Regions from separate parts of the Mus musculus genome. Here regions 2 and 3 are each linked to region 1. Evidence: chromatin contacts called from public Hi-C and HiChIP or PLAC-seq data. All regions are on one chromosome and are shown on one strand. Each heading gives the region's core, a stretch centred on a gene start, on an enhancer-like site or on the middle of the called end of the contact. The rest is flanking DNA. Distances are from core to core; before and after follow the strand shown. Region 1 overlaps 4930524O08Rik (RIKEN cDNA 4930524O08 gene). Region 2 has its middle 6.0 kb from the start of Ctsh. Region 3 overlaps Rasgrf1 (RAS protein-specific guanine nucleotide-releasing factor 1).

Region 1 (3,739 bases), core at 377-2,876:
CAATTATAGTGTGCAGAGCAGGAGGGGACACAGAGATGTTTCAGAAGTTAGGAGCACTGGTTTTTCTTCCAGAGGACCCTCATCCAATTCCCAGCAACCACAAGGTATCTCCCAACAGTATGTAAGTCCAATACCGGGAGAGCCAATGCCCTCTTCTGGCCTTGGTAAGCACTGAACATACGTAATGTACAGACATACACACAGGCAAACACTAATACACATAAAAATAAAAATAAAATAAAAATTTAAAAAAATGCACGGAGCAGAGGAGAGTGATGGAGTGAGGGATGACTCCTCTTGTGGGAGGTTGTAGATCAAGGCAGGCAAGACTGAGGGGGCATTTGTGGCTTGCCTGAGAGAAGCATCTTGCAGCCTCTCCAAGCACAGCAGCTACTGTTGATCCCTCACTACTGCTTTTGGATAAAGCTGTTCTCCTCTAGGTTGCTCCTTGAAGACATTCCTTGTTAGCTCCCCGAGGGGTTTTGCAGCAGTTCCTCAACCTCATAGCACTCACACTGTCTCCACACTGCCTTAGATCTCCCATGTGTTCTTTGGGGACAGCACAACCTCATGATCCCCACTGCAACCCTGGACACTGGCTTATTCCCACTGCCTTAAAAAAAAAAAAAACAATAAAACCCTGATAGACCTTTATTGCAGCATAGGCACAGAATGGTTTTGAAGAGATCCTCAACTCCCCCAACAACATCTGCTTCTCCAACAACTGGGACTGAGGCAGAACTGAAAAAAAAAAAGTATGCCTGTGTATTCAGTTTTACTTTATAGGTTAATGGTCACCACACTGACCTTTTCTGGGAGTGGGTCAGGACTTTAGTACTTGTGGCTTTGTCAGCTCCACATCTCATTGGTCACAACAACTGAGAAGGACAAGCGCTGTTGGTTCGAATGAAGGGACACAGACTCTCTTGATGAGGAAAGAGGAACCACAGATACAGTGTAAAGAAGATGGCTACAGGACACAGAATAATCATAGCTCCCTTTTCAGATCACTACCACGGTCAGACTGAAGCGAGGTGCCTAGCGACTTGACGACATCGAGCAAAGTTGTCCAGCCATTGAGTGAGGCTCCATGGGGGCACTTCCGTGTTTGGTCTGATCCAGTTCCTACTTTGACCACTCAGATGAGATCACACAATCTGTCCAAGGGCCAGGGGCTGTCTCTTTATCTTCCTGTCCTCTCTGCTGGCCCAGAACATAAGGTCTCAAGGGATTGTGAGACCGTTGCATTGCTTGAACTCTGTTTTTGGTTGGCAGAAAGCATGAGGAGGGACAGAAACAGGCTGTGTGGTTAGCCTGTTTTGCATACTCTCCCCCATATTATTATCTCCTCTCACTACCAGAGCTCGCCTTGGCACCAGAAACCTGCTTGCCACTGAATAAGGCAAGCCATTCGCTCAAGCAGAATGTGTCACTGCTGGAAGTTTCTCTCTCATCATTAACTAATTTGCTGTGCTTTGCCACGGCCCTTGTTATCTATAACCATGGTAACGATGCAGAGAGCTCTATGTGCATTTATTTTGGACTCCAAAAGCCCAAGGGGAGTGCTTCTCCCACTAGACTTCTGAGAGCTTGGGTGGGGCTGGACTTGGCTGTCCAGCCCTCTGGGGATGTTATTTTTCAAGTGTGACATGAGGGGGTTGGGAAATCAATGGCTGCTGAGAACTCCTCCAGCTGAGAGTTCCTCCCATCGCTAGCGTGCATTTAGGATCTAAGAGAGGAGAGTTCCCGAGCCTACTCAGGAGGCTGTGCTGTGAGTGGTTGTGAATCTGGGGACAACAGTGGTGCTTCGCTGCTGCCTCTGACAGTCCCTCATTCTGCTAATTTGATGTCCTCACTATATAATTATACTGTGAAATTCCCTGACTGAAGGAGACAATTTTTTTTTTAATATATCCTCCCCTGACTCCCACCACTCATTGCCCAGATTCGTGAATGGGGAAAGTGGGTGTTTGCAGCTTTTGGAGGAGAACAGCCATGTTATGCAACCTGCCCTTCTCTGTATTTCTGCAGCACCACCTCCAAGTTGGGCCCCAGAGAGGAGGAGTAAGGCTGCTCTGCGCCAACAGATGCAGATTCAGGACCGCTTTGGGTCTCAGTTACTTTATCTGGAAAATAGGGAGAAATTACTTCCCTGTGGAAACACCAAAAGAGCACGTGGTACCTTCTGACTGCCAGAGAGTGGGACAGAAAGTGGGCAGGTGACTTCACTTCCTTGAGCCTCAGTTGTACCTTTGGGAAATGGGACCAATCATAGTGCCCCTGCCAGGCAAACTGTGAGGGGATTAAATGGCATGCTGCCCATTCCCAGATGTTCCTGCTGAGTTGTTGTTACTCTATCAGTATGACTCATACGTGTCAGGGAAGGGACAGGGTCTGCTGACCTGGGTGTGTCTTCCAACAGGCAGTGGCTCGACTGTCAGGCTGCTCAGATGTGGCTAGAACTGTCAGCTTGATTCAAGAGTACCTCTGGGAGCTTCCCAGAGGCAGGTGCTAATGCCACACTGATGAGCACCCATCCCCTGATGGGCTCTCAGCTTTTCCTGCTTTGTGCTCTCCTGTTTGCCCAGGTCAGCAGCTACACTGAGTCACAGTGGCTCCCTACAATCCTGGCTACCCCTGGACCTGGCCATGAGCTGTCAGTCAGTTTAGTAGACCCCTTGGTCAATATGGTATTCTCTCATTACATTGGTATTTTAGACTGTTCTCTTTGTTTCCTTGCCTTATTTGGTATATGTTACTCTATCTGTTTGTTTAGTTTTGCTTGTTGGAGACAAAGTATCACACTTTACCCCAGGATGGCCTTGAGGGTCTTCTGCCCCAGCATCTCAGATTATAGGCATGTGCCACCATGCCTGGTTTATTCTTTCTTGCATAAAGAAGACACCCAAATAGTTATTACAATGCCTTTGACCATAGTTACCCATTGAGCATGCCAACATGGGTCTACTTAATCACAGAGAGAGGTCTAGGAGGGACCTGGAAACTAATAGTTGTTATTTCCAGCGAAAGACATTAGCGAGATGAGTGGAGAATTGCCTTTTTACAGAATGAACTAAGTGGTCAGAATTAACAAAATTAGCTTCATTTTGATTTGAGTGAGTGATGTTTTGTGCATTTTATATTTCAAAATACTTTTAAAAAGCAAATAGATCTTTAGATCTGTGTATTACTTGGAGGACCTGTGGACTACAGGAAATTAAAACAAGACCATTGGCGACAGGAGGATGAAAGATATTAAAAGTGGCACAGCAGAACACAGGTGACAAGAGGGGAAAGCAAGGGGGACTAATAAGGACGGAGATTTAGTGGGTGAGGGTTGGAAGGCTGGAGCAAAGAAGGGGGTAGGGAGGGATAATTAACACTAAGGAATTTTTTAGAAGTTACATGGACCTACAATTTTATAACACACACACACACACACACACACACACACACACACACACACACACACACACATTATGCTCCTCACAGGAGCCATAGGTTCCAAATAAAAAGCCCAGTACCAGATGTGGCTTATCCCCTCCCCCTGTTACTCAGAGGTGTCCCAGAGCCTCTGCCCCAAGCAATATAGGCTATTGCCATTGCTCTTGATCACCCATCAGAACTTGATGAGGAGACCTGATTGCTAAAGACAACACACATTGATCACAGGAAATACAGAAATCAAGTTGATGTTGACCAGGCAGCCTCCTTCCTACTGGTCATCTCTCATAGTATC
Region 2 (3,739 bases), core at 700-3,199, 210 kb before region 1:
TCAAGCCAGTAGGAGAAGAAGGGTTCCAAAAGCTGTCAAAAGAGTCAAGGACAGTCACCCCCACTCCCACTTGTAGGAATTCCATCAGAAGACCAAGCTATACATGGGAACATATATTTAGAGGACCTAGGTCAGACCCATGCAGACTCCCTGATATCAGTTCTGTTTTTATAAGCTCCTATGAACCCTGGTTAGTTGGGTCTGTGATTTGTAGTGTCCTTGACCACTCTGGTACCTACAATCCTTTCTTTCCCTCTTCTGCAGGATTTCCTGAGTGTGTTTGGCTGTGGGTCTACATCTGCTCCCAACAGTTGCTGGATGAATCCTCTCTGATGGCAATTATGCTAGGCTTGGGTCTACTAGTATAGCTTAGTATTATTAGGAATCATTTCATTGACTTTCTTCTTTTTCTTTTCTCTTTTCTCTTTTCTCTTTTCTCTTTTCTCTTTTCTCTTTTCTCTTTTCTCTTTTCTCTTTTCTCTTTTCTCTTTTCTCTTTTCTCTTTTCTCTTTTCTCTTTTCTCTTTTCTCCTCTTTTCTCTTTTCTCTTTTCTCTTTTCTCTTTTCTCTTTTCTCTTTTCTCTTTTCTCTTTTCTCTTTTCTCTTTTCTCTTTCTCTTCTCTTTCTTTTCTCTTCTCTTTCTTTCTCTCTTTCCTTCTGTCTGTCTGTCTGTCTGTCTGTCTTTCTTTCTGTCTTTCTTTCTTTTTGAGAATTGTGTTTGGTTCTGTTGTGGGACTCTGGGCTATCCAGCCTCCGGTTCCTGGTCTTCCAGGAAGTGTCAGGAGTGGGCTCCCTCTCCTGGTATGGGTCTCAAGCTGGACCAGTCATCGGTTGGCCACTCCCACAACTTGTGTTTCTTGGAACCTGCTTTGATGGTGAATTTGTTTGCCCTACTGAAGTCAGCTGGCATCTGCCTGTGCACCTGTGAGGATCTTGACTTCTTCGCATCTGCAGTGAAGATATTGAAGGCTGGTGCTGGTGGCAGGTCCCTTTCTTCAGGTTATCTGAGTACTGCCGGAAAGGGACTTTACGTCTGAAATTGACCCCAAGCTAATTGACCTTAAAACATGATCATTTTGGGAGCCTTGCAATCAATCACAGGACCCTCAAAGGCAGAATGTTATAGGGTATCCACTAGAGAAGACTGCTTGCTCTACATGGGTTTAAGCCAATAGAAAGTTTTTATTAGCTGGCCAGAGATTATTTCAGGGTGAGCTTTTAAGCACAAAACCCATATTCTTGTTGACAGAATTCAGTTAACAAGCACAGTTAGCCAGAAGCAGAACCACAGAAGCCAAAAGCAAGGTTAGTACATTTAGAGACTTTCCCAGAACTATGGGCTTTGATGGATTAAGTCTTTGTTTTCATTTAGCAGGTGGTGCTCTCTCCTCAATAAGTTTTGTGGCCTGAGTGGTATTTTCATAATTGGAGTCAGTTGTGCTAAGACCTGGGCCGTCTGAGGGTCTGAGACCCTGTTACAATAGGAGGAACAGAGGTGAGGGAGAAAATGAGGTCAGAGGAAATCAGAAGAGGAGGGAAAATTGGGCAAAGAGGAAAGACTGGGGCTATAAATCAGTTGTTAGTGTATTTGCTTAGCATGCAGGAAACCCTGGGTTTGGTCTCTAGTTTTAGCTGCCGGGTGGGTGGGAACGCCTGCCTTTAATCTCAGCACTCCAGGAGGCAGAGTGCCTGAGCTTCAGGCCAGCCTGGTCTACAGATCAAGTGCCAAGAAAGCCAGGGCTATAGGGAGAAACACTGTCTTGAAAAAAAAAAAAGCAAAACAACAAAATCCCTAGCAGCATATGACATGTAGCACAGTAGTATGTGCTTATCATTTCGGCACTCAGGCAGGGGAATCAAAAGGACAAAGGCATACTAGAGAGTTACAGTGAGAGGCCAGGCTAGGCTACAATAGACCTTATCTAAAAAGAGAAAAACAAACAACAGCTACAGACTCAGGAAGGGGTGATGCAGGAAGTGAGCCAGAGAGCTTAGAATCCCAAGAATCAGAAGGCACAAGCCAAGGAAAACAGGTGGACTCTTTGGGCTGGAAGGGCCTTGCTTGACTCCAGCTAAGGAGTCTGAGTCCTATAACAACACAGCATTGAGTTCTCTCAACAGTCGTAGTGACTCAGAAGCTAGTTTGCCTCCAGGTCCTTGAGAAAGGAGAACTCTCCCGGGCACTTTCTTTCTTCCTTTCTTCCTTTCTTCCTTCTTTTCTTCCTTCCTTTCCTTTCCTTTCCTTTCCTTCTTTTTTTTTGCTTTTTTTTTTTTTTTTTTTTTTTTTTTGGTTTTTCGAGACAGGGTTTCTCTGTATAGCCCTGGCTCTCCTGAAACTCACTTTGTAGACCAGGCTAGCCTCAAACTCAGAAATTTGCCTGCCTCTGCCTCCCAAGTGCTGGGATTAAAGGCGTGTGTGCCACCACACCCGCCCGGCTTCTTTCTTTTCTTTATTAGATAATTTCTTCATTTACATTTCAAATGCTATCCCAAAGTCCCCTATACCCTCCCCACTGCTCCCCAACCCACCCACTCCTGCTTCCTGGCCCTGGCATTCCCCTGTACTGGGGCATATGATCTTTGCAAGACCAAGGGCCTCTCCTCCCATTGATGGCCAACTAGGCTATCCTCTGCTACATATGCAATTAGAGACACAGCTCTGGGGGGTACTGGTTAGTTCATATTGTTGATCCTCCTATAGGGTTATAGACCCCTTCAGCTTCTTGGGTACTTTCTCTCCCATTAGGGACCCTGTGTTCCATCCAATAGATGACTGTGAGTATCCACATCTGTATTTGCCGGCACTGGCATAGCCTCAAAAGAGATAGCTATATCAAGGTCCTGTTGGCAAAATCTTTCTGGCATATGCAATAGTATATGGTTTTGGTGGTTGTATATGTTTCTAGGTTAATATCCGCTTATCAGTGAGTGTATTATCATGTGTGTTCTCTTGTGATTGGGTTACCTCACTCAGGATGATATCCTCTAGATCCATCCATTTGCCTAAGAATTTCATAAATTCATTGTTTTTAAATTGCTGAGTAGTACTCCATTGTGTAAATGTACCACATTTTCTGTATCCATTCCTCTCTTGAGGGGCATCTAGATTCTTTCCAGCTTCTGGCTACTATAAATAAGGCTGCTATGAACATAGTGGAGCATGTGTCCTTATTACAAGTTGGAACATCTTCTGGGTATATGCTCAGGGGAGGTATTGCTGGATCCTCCGGTAGTACTATGTCCAATTTTTTGAGGAACTGCCAGATTGATTTTCCAGAGTGGTTGTACCAGCTTGCAATCCCACCAAGGTTGTTTTGATTTGCATTTCCCTGATGATTAAGGATGTTGAACAATTTTTCAGATGCTTCTCTGTGAGGAGCCGCCCTCACATTCGTCATTACAAGATGGTGCCGACATCCTGTGTTCTAAGTAGTAAACAAATAATCTGTGCATGTGCCAGGGTAGTTTTCCACTCCATGTGCTCTGCCTTCCCCGTGACGACAGCTCAGTCGATGGGCTGCAGCCAATCAGAGAGCGACACGTCCGAGGCGGAGGACAATCCTCCATAAAAGGGACAGGGTTTTGCCATTCGCTCTTCTTCTCCTCTTGCTCCTAAAGAAGTAAACAATAAAGCTTTTGCTGCAGAAGATTCCGGTTGTCCTGAGCGTGTTCTTGCCGGTGGGGACAAAAGCTCGGGATAAGTGGTGCCGAAACCCGGGAACTACCATCACACTGGCACG
Region 3 (3,739 bases), core at 331-2,830, 130 kb before region 1:
TCCTGTTGTCCTCACTGTCCTCAGGGACCCTCGGCACAGTTTGCATTGGGCTCACCTCCCAGCCTCTCTCCTCTCTGTCTTCATCTCTCTGTCCCATAACCAATGTCATTCCAGACCACACTGCCCAGCCTCTCTAGGAAAGCCTCTCTCCCCTGACGTCCCCGCCCCTCTCTATGTCTGCTGCAACTGAGATGTTCATTTGTGACAGGTCTTCTTCTGCAAGGTGAGACTGGTTCTATTCTCTGGGGGCCTTGGAAGCCCATGGGGACTCGGTGTACAGAGGGCAAGGGTCAGTGTTGGCTGTGAGGCTGAACAGTGGGAAGGGCTGAGAGGGGCTCCAGGTCCTGCTCCAGTACAGAGGAGGAAGTGCTTTTTCGGGGTGATATGGCAGCTTCCAGGTCTTTGAGGGGACTGTCCACTCCAGGAGGGGCTTTTTCCCCAAGGCTTCAGAGAAGTAGAAAGAGGCTTCTTGGGAATACTTCTGGTATAGATCATGTCTTGTGCAACTCAGGGAGACGTGAAGACTGGGAACTGCCCCTGGGCTTCCTGTGTCCCAGGTAGACCCTCCTGGGGTCAAATGCAGCCACCATCCATGGAACATAATGTCTATCAGATCTTCCCCAGGGGCCCAGATTCTGATGTACCAATCAGTATAAGCCTCTCACAGAGCTATTTACTAGCTAGCGAACTCCAGACCTGGATGGAGGAGATGCTGGAAGATGATTTGGGGGCAGACATCCATCTGGGACAAAGGAGCAAATGCTGAGTCTAACATAAAACATGGCAGCCGCATAAGGTGACCTTCAAATGCATCACAGCTTTGATGTCTCTAAGCCATCAGGAGCTCAACAGGGCCAAGCCACCCAGACCCATTCTCAGGGTGAGCAGGAGCCAGAAGTGGTTAAGACCCATTTCAATGAGAACCCCTGAGTGCAGGGATCCCTCCCAATACCTCTGATAAATTCTATTCTCAGGGCCAGTGGCTATCTGTCCCCATTCTGTCTCCTACTTTCTCCATGGAAGGACAGGTCAGAGCTTACAACAAAAAGTCCATGGCTAACCTCGGTAGTAGACTCACATTTGGCATGACAGAAGACCAGTGGTATCTGCATGTGTGTGTGTGCATAAGTGTTGCTTCCATGTCAAACTTTTGCATCCCAGCAGTCTAGAACATTCCACAGTCACAGTTGCAGGTCAGTCTACTGATGATGTCCCTGAGTGCCACCCTCCTCTCAGGGACCCCTCAGTGGGGGTGCAGAGCAGCCACCCTACCTTGGCGCACGAAGGTCTGGCTGGTGTCCAGGAGGATCTCACAGCCCTCCGTGATCATACGCTCAATGGCCAGGTTTTTGCGGATGTTCTCGGTTTCACTGACTTCGTCATGCATGATCCTGGGGAGACAGGAAGTAAGAGATATGCTGGTCCACTTTCAGGAGGGGGATGCTCTCTCTCTAGGCAGACCTAAGAAGAGAAGCTAGGGCATGGGGCCCTGGTTAAGAAAGGGAAGGGTATTCGTATCTACTGAGTGCCAACTGTACGCTGGACACTGGCCAGGCTCCATCTGGTTTAATCCCCTGGCAGTACAAGTTGCCAGGTGTTTATTTTAGGAAAAATGAAAGGGAAATTGGCACGTTTCAGTGTTGAGCATTGTAGGATAGAGAACAGATCCAGTCCAGGAGGGAGATGTGAGCCCAGGATACCATTTCTTCTTGTAACCCACGTCTTACTATACACTATTTTCATCCACAAGCAGAGTTCCCCCCGTACTCTTTCCTCAGGCTGTCCCCTCCTGTACTCTTTCCTCAGGCTGTCCCCTCCTGTACTCTTTCCTCAGGCTGTCCCCTCCTGTACTCTTTCCTCAGGCTATCCCCTCCTGTACTCTTTCCTCAGGCTGTCCCCTCCTTGCTGGGAATCGAACTCAAGGTCTTGAGAATGATGCTCTACCACGGAGCTATGTACCAGATCTTTCTGCCATGTCTTTAAACAGCTGTGATTTTAATGTTGCATGGGCCCTGGAATATTATGAGATTTGTGAGTGCCTGCCAATTATGCTGGCTCAGAGAGAAAGACTGGCTTTTTATCTACTTGTCTTCTGGGAGGAAAACAAGCTGTTCGTTTTTTTTTTTTTTTTTTTTTTTTTTTTTTTTTTTTTTCTGTCTTCTGCAACTCTAGTACTGTCCAGGAGATGGTGCCATTTAATTACGTTGAAAAAAGTAACACGTGAGAAAAAAAAAGGGGGACTCTGGCAATTTTGTTCTGGTGGGTTCCCAGGCTTTTTAGGAAAGCAGAGAAGTACTGGGAAGCCGGGTGTGGTGGCACACGCCTTTAATCCCAGCACTCGGGAGGCAGAGGCAGGTGGATTTCTGAGTTCGAGGCCAGCCTGGTCTACAAAGTGAGTTCCAGGACAGCCAGGGCTATGCAGAGAAACCCTGTCTCGAAAAACCAAAAAAAAAAAAAAAAAAAAAGAAGTACTGGGAAATCCCTACCTACTTCAAGAAGAGCACATCTCATGGTTTTCTACCTATTTCTGAAGTACTACAGGCAGTGTCACCAAGAGGGCTGGTGACCACATGTGGTTTAATCTAAGGGTGCTTTGTGTGGGCTATAAAATGAGCAAAACCTCAAGCCTCAGCCAGAGGGCCCTCAGTTGTCCACGTGTGGAACGCTGGGGAGCAGGTGGGGCTCAGCATTTCAGTTTACTGTTTATTTGTTTGTTTGTTTGTCTTGCTTTTTTTCTGGTTTAGCACTCCCATTTTAATTTAAACTCTCTGGGACATCTAGACTGGCTCCCTTCTCTCTAGCAGCCTCAGTTTCTCCTTCTCCTCCACAGAAATGTTTTTCTGAGACACCCAGTTCCTAAAGATGGGGTTCCGTTTGAGAAATGCCAGTGGCAGAGAGAACATTTCTCACGGTGAAGGTGAAGTTGTGCTTGGGCATGTTGGACTCTGAAAGGTCCAAAGGGGGAACTCCACAGTGGTGGAGACATGACAAGGGCAGCCTACCGGGTAAGTTCGGCTTCTGAGGCAGACTGGTGCTAGGGACCTATGTGCAGACATAGCTGCTAAGCTCTTTGAGGGACCGCAGGCCCCAGAAGTGATGCTTATCACTGTGTTATCAGTGGTGCTACAGTGGTGGTTGAGGATAAAATGGCAAGACAAACAAACATCTGGTTCTTACGGAGAGCAGCTGGAGGTGTGGGAGGAGGTACAGCTCTGAGGACAGCTAGTGACTGGGTTGGAGAGGGAGGTGTGACTCCTAGTCTAGCCAGGGCTTGGCTATCTGATGGTTTCTTATCTTGCTAGGTTACTTCCCTTAGCACCCTATGGAGGCGGGTGGGGGGAGGTGAGAGGGTGAGAGAACGCTCCAGTGTGCCATTAAGGTTGGGCTTAGGAGAAGGTGCAGGTACTGGGTGGAAGGAAGAGTAGGATGCATATCTTGGCCTCTCAGGCCATCTGCACCTCAGGCATCTATCTCTCAGCAATGAGGAACCTTAAAGGACATCCTAGGCATTTCCTCTGGGGAGGGAGGGAGGAGCATGTAGGATTTGGACCTGCAGAGGGTTCTTTCTTTTTCCTGCCACAGGCTCTACAGATCTGCAGTCACACACCCCATATGCTTCCCCGGTCCTCCCTCCTGACTCAGTAACTCTGCAGGTTCTCAGAAGGATCAGGCTAGGCAGCTTGTCTCCTGCCGGGCTCAGCCTGCTCCTCTGCTTAGCTTGGAGCTGAGCCCTGCCTGA

What was found. A called contact is a pair of places that touch in the nucleus more often than the background predicts. HiChIP or PLAC-seq counts read pairs in DNA pulled down with a chosen protein or histone mark.
Region 2: a contact with region 1 is called in an HNF4G HiChIP or PLAC-seq map of pancreatic cancer cells. The contact joins two enhancer-like sites. A contact is called at or near these places in 4 of 39 promoter capture datasets (the HPC-7 cell line, cranial neural crest, frontonasal cranial neural crest and 1 more), 5 of 115 datasets of contacts at active chromatin or transcription factors (bone marrow-derived macrophages, extraembryonic endoderm stem cells, neural tube and 1 more) and 3 of 9 other capture datasets (adipose tissue, embryonic stem cells and liver).
Region 3: a Hi-C map of ventral hippocampal neurons shows a contact between it and region 1, with 2.0 times the contacts expected there. The contact joins two enhancer-like sites. A contact is called at or near these places in 27 of 484 Hi-C or Micro-C datasets (the C10 cell line, the C2C12 cell line, the CH12 cell line and 17 more), 6 of 115 datasets of contacts at active chromatin or transcription factors (the 230-238 cell line, bone marrow-derived macrophages, hepatocytes and 2 more) and 3 of 9 other capture datasets (adipose tissue, bone marrow-derived macrophages and embryonic stem cells).

The regions. Positions count from the first base shown.
Region 1 is chr9:89,840,243-89,843,981 of GRCm38.p6, reverse strand. All of the region lies in intron 3 of 4930524O08Rik (RIKEN cDNA 4930524O08 gene), which reads right to left. Among named protein-coding and RNA genes, the nearest start is that of 4930524O08Rik, 16 kb to the right of the region's middle. Within about 2 kb of position 1,626, at least 60 of the 459 cell types and tissues checked have an H3K27ac peak or open chromatin away from gene starts, as enhancers often do. A contact at or near this core is called in cortical neurons, pancreatic cancer cells and ventral hippocampal neurons, where this site is marked.
Region 2 is chr9:90,046,386-90,050,124 of GRCm38.p6, reverse strand. No RefSeq gene overlaps it. Among named protein-coding and RNA genes, the nearest start is that of Ctsh, 6.0 kb to the left of the region's middle. Within about 2 kb of position 1,949, at least 36 of the 459 cell types and tissues checked have an H3K27ac peak or open chromatin away from gene starts, as enhancers often do. A contact at or near this core is called in pancreatic cancer cells, where this site is marked.
Region 3 is chr9:89,972,417-89,976,155 of GRCm38.p6, reverse strand. Rasgrf1 (RAS protein-specific guanine nucleotide-releasing factor 1) reads right to left here. Exons shown (of 27, transcript NM_011245.2): 9 at 1,273-1,391. Among named protein-coding and RNA genes, the nearest start is that of Rasgrf1, 65 kb to the right of the region's middle. Within about 2 kb of position 1,580, at least 18 of the 459 cell types and tissues checked have an H3K27ac peak or open chromatin away from gene starts, as enhancers often do. A contact at or near this core is called in cortical neurons and ventral hippocampal neurons, where this site is marked.